Regions from separate parts of the Sus scrofa genome. Here region 1 is linked to region 2. A link is a contact called in public Hi-C data. All regions are on one chromosome and are shown on one strand. Each heading gives the region's core, a stretch centred on a gene start, on an enhancer-like site or on the middle of the called end of the contact. The rest is flanking DNA. Distances are from core to core; before and after follow the strand shown.

Region 1 (4,356 bases), core at 633-3,132, 110 kb before region 2:
AATTGGCTTTACTGTACTTAGGCGAGCAGATCCAAATTTGGCTCAGTAACAAAGGGCGCAGGGCGAAAGATATAAGCCACAAATACATTCTACAAATTAATGATGAATGAGTCTTTTTTTTTTTTAAATCATGAAAACAACAGCTTTCCTGAAACCCCCATGTAGCATTCTTCTGTTTTCATTTCATTGGCCAGAATTTTGCACATGGGCTATATCAAAATGCTAGAGAGTCTGGGGCAGTTTTGAGTGGGCACACTGGCATGCTGAAAAAGAGGGAGAAACAGATGTTGTTGGTTGGTACCAAGTAGTATTATCAAAGCTACCTCTCTTAAATGGACATAAAGAAACTACTACAACTGTGAGATGATAAAAATCCTCCAGCTCTATTTCATTGAAGAATTTGTAAAAAATGACAATGAAAAAATTCAACCACTGTTTTGAAATGTAGTAAAAGAACAAACTTAAGGTGTTATTTTAAACTTGGAGAGAGACACTAACTAGGCACGTTTTTTCCTTACCCCCCATGCCTGCCTTCCATTTTTCCTTCTAAACTTATAAATGGTTACAGTCTCTTTTTATTGCCCAGTGTGCATTGTTTACCAAACTGTGTTTGAGGCTTCATCGGCCCCCACCACAGGGAAGCTGAACCCACAGCTAGCACTCCAAGAGTGACACTGCTTCCATAACAGCAGCTCCACTCTGTGCACATTTCTGTCAGGGCACACTGAATAATGGTTGCGTGGCTAAAATAATTAGAAAACCACCAATTCAAGCCTAATTCTCTAATTGTACAGAAAAAGAAACCAAGCAAAAGTTAATAAAACTGATCAAAAGTTCAACGGAACATAAGAGGCAAAGCCTTGCTTTTATTTATCTTTCTATTTTCCCAGTCATCTTCTAACTAAAGATGACTATAATTCCAGTCATATTTAACAAACTTATTAACAGGTTGTTAAAAAGTTATCATTGTTATTGCTAATTAAAGAGATGGGCTTAAGAAGGAGCTGGGATTAGAAATCATTGCCATATAATAAATGTTTAGTAAAAAAATATATTTTCACAACAGACTCATTATTTCAGATTTTTTTCAGACTCAAAAAAATTACTGTGAAATAATATATACCTACGTTTTACTGATTTCTCCAAGAATCCCTGCACATGAAAATTAGTGTGTGTGATTTATCTATGTAATAATACACGTATTGCAAAACTTTACGACAAGATACTGGTGTTAGATACATGTGCCCTCTGTTCGAGGAGCCCAGAAACTTCATTTGTGTCAAACAGGGTACAGTACCAAATACCTGGTCATATAATCAGAAAATATTTTTCTACATTTCCACTAATGTTCTTTAGTCTCTGGGGCTGAAGTGGTCAAGATTTTGTTACAAGGCACTATAAGAATAATGGCTCTGGTACAGCAGTCTTCCTCTAAGAAGAAAATAGCTGCGTTTGTTATTTTAAAATCTGCATTGGCCAAAATAATTTCTGCTTAAAACCATAATGATGAAGCTGGGAAGTATGAAATTTTCAATATCCCCACCAAAATCGGTTTGCAATCTTGTTTTGAATTTGATATATCTTATTATGATGAAATTCTTAATGGTTTTAATTTATTTGGCTTATGATTTTAATTATACATTCATTTTTATAACAGCTTGCAACTGTTTAGAATTTCATCACGATGGCAAGCAAGAATATGTGTATCCCTTAATAACATTTGTTTGTTATTTTTAATAACTTCTTGAAACTCTTAATCAGAAAGGAGTTATAGAACAAAGAACTCCAACAATGACCATAACATGAGGAACTGATTTTGCACTCTGCAAATACGCTGAAGGATGAGACCAGCAAAAACAGGGTGGTGCTTCAATAGACGCCCTTCTCTAAAAACAACAGCTGGATGTGCCTGTTGCTACCAGAGGGGGAGGGTAAGGATGGAAGAAACATATTTTTTCAGTGTTGGAAAGTTTTCAGTGAAATCATGATGTCACCAGGATATGTTTTGTCTGTGACTATAATTTGCATAAGTTCCTTCCCATGAAACTATGAAAAATACAAAGGAATGTCTTATGGTACATTTTGTGTCTAGGGTGCCAATACTTTTAAGAGTCCATGAAGAAGATATCATGTATGAAGAATTTGGTTTGTAAATTCTTTCCTATTCTCAAAGGAAGAATAAGAAAGAAAAGAAACAGGACTTGCAAATGCTACAACTTCACATTATACTCATAGAAGGACTGGGATTGTTTTGCATTCCTAATCATTGACTAATATTTTAACTTTGTACTACATACTCTGGAGGAGAGGATCCTCATTTTCTTTCATATTTATGTCTTAAGATATCTACTCATTTTTTTATTCTTCCTGTTATAATTACTTCAGACATTTTATCAAATTCCTGTCTTTGAAAGATTTTAATCATCAAACAAAACGTATTTAGAACACATTTTTAGAGATATTTTGATATCAAGTTAAGGAGTATCTTGATGCAGAGCAGAGATATTCAAGTACCAAATAAATGTCTGGAAATCAACAGCCATTGAGCTTTAAGTGTTCTATACAGGAATTTGAGCACTATGTGCACGATTCAAATTGGCTCATCAGTCCCTATATAAATTCCAGGATATAAATAACATGATGGGAAGAAGGGTGGAGGCAGGAGAAATGGGTAAGTTAGAGATGGATATGACAGATCCCTCAATACTTTTGTAAATTTAATATTGAAAATATTTAGTTTTACATTTATTGATGCCCTTATTTTCTAGTTATGACTGAAAGGTATTTGAGCAAATACTCCCACTGAAAACAAGTAACAAGTTATATATATACATATATATATATGTTTATATATATATATAAATACACACATGCACACACATATATATTTACATCATTACAAAATCAAATAATCAAAAACATAAGAAGACTTCTCAGGACAACTTCTAGCCAAAAGCAAGAACCTAGAGCAGTAAGACAATGACTGAAGCCACTTTTATCCTTGAAGGCCTTTGCTGAATGAGGCAAACTTGACCTTCAGTTTTGAGGTCTGTACTGGGACATAAAGGGCTAAATTCAAGGCTCAGTATCTGCCTAGAGTGGAGAGTCAGGGGCAGTCCAGTCCTCAAGTGGAAGCAGCCAAAAGTTGTATCCTCTGAATAAGAATGAAGAGGAATTAAGCTATCCCCTTTCCTGTTTACTCCCAGAAGAATTCAAAGAAATGTGCCTAAACCCTGAGCCAAACTAGAGGGAAACCTTCCTGAGAAGTTGTAACCATGCATCATCTCTATCATGGATCTGCAGCACCAGTTAATACTACCGGTATTATCATACACAGCTGAAACTGAATTTAACTTTAAATGATTCTTTAATCATTAAAATGATTGGTAGTATTCTCCATTACTTGGTAGGAACAATACTGAATACTTTCTGGAAGAATCTACTTTCATCTCAGACTTAAAAATTGTCAAAAATTTTCAAAAAGAAAAGCATCCATATAATCAAAAATGAGCAAATATACATGGAAAAAAATTCACATGAGCAGAACAAATGGAAAAAACAGACAATACAAAGATATTTACAAAACAATCAAACAAAAACAACCCTCCTATCTTTGAAGCAAATATGAGGAAAAAAAAGACCTCTGAGTCTTACTCTCCTTGTACTCTCTGGCAGAATATAATCATAGTATTGCTCCTTTCCATCACATTGTTTAGTCATTTCTTGATTTACAAAGATCCCCCAGTCCTGAAAGAATAAAACTGACTAAGGGACTCATTATTTTCTCCTTGAGGAATATAGTGGGACAAAAAGAGGTATGAGGAGCCTTTTGAATTTATAACACAGGAATTCAACTGTGAACTTGTAACTATTAGATTGAACCACATAAAATGCCATTTTTCTATGGTCAGCAACTATCCAATGTACATCAGTAATCTCATAAGGTTTAGTCTAAAGAAAAGTACCTAAACCTTGAGCCAAGCTAGAGCGAAACCTTCCTGAGAAGTTGTAGTTGAGTAAGCTGCTGTTTCAAAGAGACCTTAAATACAGGAGAATCAAATACTATCATTTTAATTCTCTCACAAGTAAGTCAAGATGTGTTCAGCCTGTGGTTGGTGGAGTGACTCTTTTATTCTCAACATGCCTTTCAAGTTTGCTTTAATTTTCCCCACTTCTTAGCCATGAAGCAGAGAGAAAGATGAGGTCCAGGGTAGGTATCTTTCTTCAAAAGAGATAACACAGAAGTTGAGCTCATCTCATTTGCTTAAATTCCAACAGCCTGAAATTAGTCAAACATGACCACCTTTAATTTTAAAGTTCATGTTCTCAGGAATTCTCTCATCCTGTGTTCTTCTT
Region 2 (4,074 bases), core at 1,149-3,648:
AAGCTATATGTCCAAAATTTATTCAAGTTTTATTGGGCAAAGGACACAAATGTTTCCTATATGCAATAGTGAGCTATGAAAGATAGAAGGGACATTTGGGGTCCTGTTCAATAGGGCTATGGGGAAAAGAGCAGAAATCTCAGCAGAAAGAAATTGGATGGGTACTAACAGACACCCAGGAATGAGAAAGGAGCCATAATAGACCAGGTGGGGAACACAAGATGCATTTGCCAGGGAGAGTAGGATTCTATTAAATGGGTTCTTTCTCTGTGTCTAACAGAGAGATAGGTAATTGTGATTCCTAGTGATAATCCAGAAAGCGTGGTAGGAAGGATGAGTACAAAACAAGTAGGCAGGTCAGAGCCCAAGTGGACAGAAATAAAACCGGAAACTTAAAAGAAAAGGAATCCATGGTATGCACTTTAAACATAATTATATGCTGTGACGCAAACCCTTCTACTTTTCTAAATCACCAGAAACATCTACAAAGTTCCATTTTATTGTTGATATTGCTGTGTAAATAAAAATGGAAAGGGAAAAGTCCACTCCTCGCTTTTAAAAAAGTCTGTTCAGAAATAACTAAAATAGTTTAGTATAAGAAGATCTGAGTTACAGTTAGCATGTGAACTCAGCCTTTTACATTTGCATAGTATGTCTTGGGGAGAGAGGTGGTTTTTCAACAGGATTTAGAAAAGGACTTCAGGCTACTCTTATCCAACATATTTTATTTATTGAGGGACAAGTTGACTTTGGTTAACATCTACTAATAGGAATGTCAATATTTCATACATATATATAAGTATACACATCTACAAATGTATTATACACACATACAGCTATACATATATGTATATATATGTATATATACACATCTACACATGCATATACACACCGAGTGTGTTTACACTGATCTACATCTGTATATATACACACATATAGCTATACATATATGGATATATACAGCAACTTTAAAATACATAATACAATACATGTAAATGTAAATGAAGACCTAAAAGATTAAAATTTGAGGGAAAATAAAATACTTACTTAATAATTTTACATGAATACATTCTCCTTGCAAAATATATTTAAATATTTAAAAAATTTAAAAAATTAAATATTTAAAAACTAGAAATCCCCTCATATCACTAATCTAATCTTAGGTCATGGAAAAAAAACTAGTCTACTTTCTCTTTATTCCTATGAATATACTGAACCATATGAAACTTGTAGATTGTAGCTTGAAAATAACTAAATATTACCAATTTCATATGACTCAAACCAACATTTTAATTTTGGAAATAAAAAAATACTATTTTACTCTGTGTATCTAATGGAATTTCATTTTAATTATTTAAATGTTGTTTTTTTAAAAAAACTTTCCAGCATTGCTTAATATTCTGTGGTACAGAATTAGCCAGTCTTTCAATAATTAAGTTTTACATTAAACTACCTTCTTCATCATAATATATTATACATATTTCCTTGAACAAATGGATGTTTCCCTAAGGTGAATCCTAGAAGTAAATTATTAGGTCCACATGAATTCACTTTTTTTTTTTTTACTAGATGTCACCAAATGTCAATACTTATTTTCCATCTCAGAAAAATGTGATATACTTTTACCTAATATTAACATTTGGTATTTTCCCATTAATTTGGGGGTCATTTTTTAAGTTAAACAGATTTTAATTGCTGTAATTTATTTTTTCTTATTATTTGTGAAATTAAGCATTTGAAGTATCTTCTGTAATCTGTGCAGAAGATTTTTTTCCTTACCTAAAATAGCCAAGACTTTAAAATATGAACATTTCTTAAATACCCAAAACACTTATGCATAAAAAGGAAATGGCTCTTATATGTAATGCCTTCACTTGTACAAATAAATCGATTTAAGCTGTTAAATTCTTGGCAAGTGTTATTTTCAACTTTCCTTCTCCTCTACAAATAAAATCATTTATAATTTATTAACTCCATAAGCATTGAGGTCTTAAATGTGTTTCCTGAAAATGAATTATTTTCTCTTCTAAATAAAACATTTTCATTATGGGCCAAAATATAATCACTGTATTTCACATCAGCCAGTGTTCACTTTAAAATAAATGTTATACATTTTGATAAAGTTCCTAGAAATGCATTAATGTAAGGATGTAACACAAATCTTTCATTTCAAATTTCTGACTTATACAGGTAGGATTTGTTTCTTCCTGAACTGAACAGGAACTCTAACTAGTACTCCTTGGCCCCCAAATATTCCATCCCTAGTGCATCCTTTGCTACTGCAAAAATAGAGGTTTCACAAATTTTACTACCTGGGCTCAGGTTTCAAAACTGGGTTGAGAAAATGGAGTAAGAGTGACCTTTAGTGGTCATTCTGAGTAATCACAAACGGATATAATCTGTCTCTGGGGGATAGATGCAGAAGTCTGTTTGCTGGACTACTTAAAGCAGAAACATAGTAAGTGAGAACTGGCTAACCATGATACTTTTTATGTCCTTCTCTTCTAGAAGAAGATCAAAAGTCTGTGAGTTCAGACAGCTGAAAAGGTGCATTTTTAATTGGTAAATGGAAATCTAGTCACATCTCTTAATAAGAATTAGGAACTTCAAAACCTAAATCCCCAAAGAATAGATTGGAAAAGTACCATTTAATTGAGGGAACAATCCTTTGCTTTCTACAGATTGGCAAAAGCCACCTGGTAATCTTTTGAACTTCAGAACTAAGCCCCAATAAGAGTTACTTGTTAGCAGCACTTTTGATCTTAGAAAAAAGTCTTCTCCCACTTAAAATTAAAGTCAGTTATTGATAAGAATTAAATGCTCAAAATGTACTTGTACTTTTTAACAGACATCTGTACCTACTTCTGTAAGTACACCTTAAAATAGAATATCTCCATAATTAAGACATTTGACTCTTAATAACTTAGTCTCTCTTCAATGGAAGTACTCCAATGTCAAAAGATAGACAAATTACTGCAATATTCTTTTTTTTTTTTTTTTTTTGTCTTTTTCACCTTTTCTAGGGCTGCTCCAGCAGCATATGGAGTTCCCAGGCTAGGGGTTGAATCAGAGCTGTAGCCACCTGCCTACTCCAGAGCCACAGCAACATCAGATCCGAGCCTCGTCTGTGACCCACAACACAGCTCACAGCAACGCCGGATTGTTAACCCATTGAGCAAGGCCAGGGATCGAACCCGCAACCTCACGGTTCCTAGTCGGATTCGTTAACCACTGCACCACAACAGGAACTCCTACTGCAATATTCTTATTAAAATCACGTCATAGCCTTTTTTTTTTTTCAAAACAGGACTTTCAGTGTTATAAGTAATCTGTGCATTCATTTAAATGCTTTAAAAAACTGTTTTCTTTTAATAAATTGTAATATTTATTACTTATGTTATTAAACTAACTTTTTTTCCAAAAAAGTTTTTCTGACAAAATCCATTTTTGTGTTTGATGACATATTTTTATGAGACAGGAAAACCAGAAATGAATAACACTTTAACAGAATCAAGTTTTCTGAATCAGTGTCTTTTAGACTGGCCCATTCTAAAAATGCATGACATTTATAAAACACAAAAGTGATGGAGTTCCCGTGGTGGCGCAGTGGTTAACAAATCCGACTAGGAACCATGAGGTGCGGGTTTGATCCCTGCCCTTGCTCAGTGGGTTAAAGATCCGGCATTGCCGTGAGCTGTGGTGTAGGTCACAGACACGGCTCGGATCCCGAGTTGCTGTGGCTCTGGAATAGGCTGGTGGCTACGGCTCCGATTGGACCCCTGGCCTGGGAACCTCCATATGCCGCGAGAGCGGCCCAAGAAATGGCAAAAAGACAAAAACAAAAACAAAAAACAAAAAAAACCCCCACAAAAGATGGATAAAAACAATGTGGTTTAATGGAAAGGCCATCAGATTGAGAATTAAGAAATTGCTTTTTACTCTTATTTTGCATATCAGTTTGCTTCCAGGTACTTGACAAATGAAGATACTAATTAAATGACAATATGATTTCTTTGAAAATAATAATACATATGCATATTATAAGTTTGAGATAATTGTAACTAAAAAATTAAA

Evidence for each region. A called contact is a pair of places that touch in the nucleus more often than the background predicts.
Region 1: a Hi-C map of fetal skeletal muscle shows a contact between it and region 2, with 1.6 times the contacts expected there. The contact joins two enhancer-like sites. A contact is called at or near these places in 4 of 47 Hi-C or Micro-C datasets (alveolar macrophages, embryonic fibroblasts, fetal skeletal muscle and 1 more).

Annotation. Positions count from the first base shown.
Region 1 is chr8:100,371,472-100,375,827 of Sscrofa11.1, reverse strand. No RefSeq gene overlaps it. Among named protein-coding and RNA genes, the nearest start is that of SPRY1, 490 kb to the left of the region's middle. Within about 2 kb of position 1,882, at least 10 of the 83 cell types and tissues checked have an H3K27ac peak or open chromatin away from gene starts, as enhancers often do. A contact at or near this core is called in fetal skeletal muscle, where this site is marked.
Region 2 is chr8:100,259,370-100,263,443 of Sscrofa11.1, reverse strand. No RefSeq gene overlaps it. Among named protein-coding and RNA genes, the nearest start is that of ANKRD50, 480 kb to the right of the region's middle. Within about 2 kb of position 2,398, at least 1 of the 83 cell types and tissues checked has an H3K27ac peak or open chromatin away from gene starts, as enhancers often do. A contact at or near this core is called in fetal skeletal muscle, where this site is marked.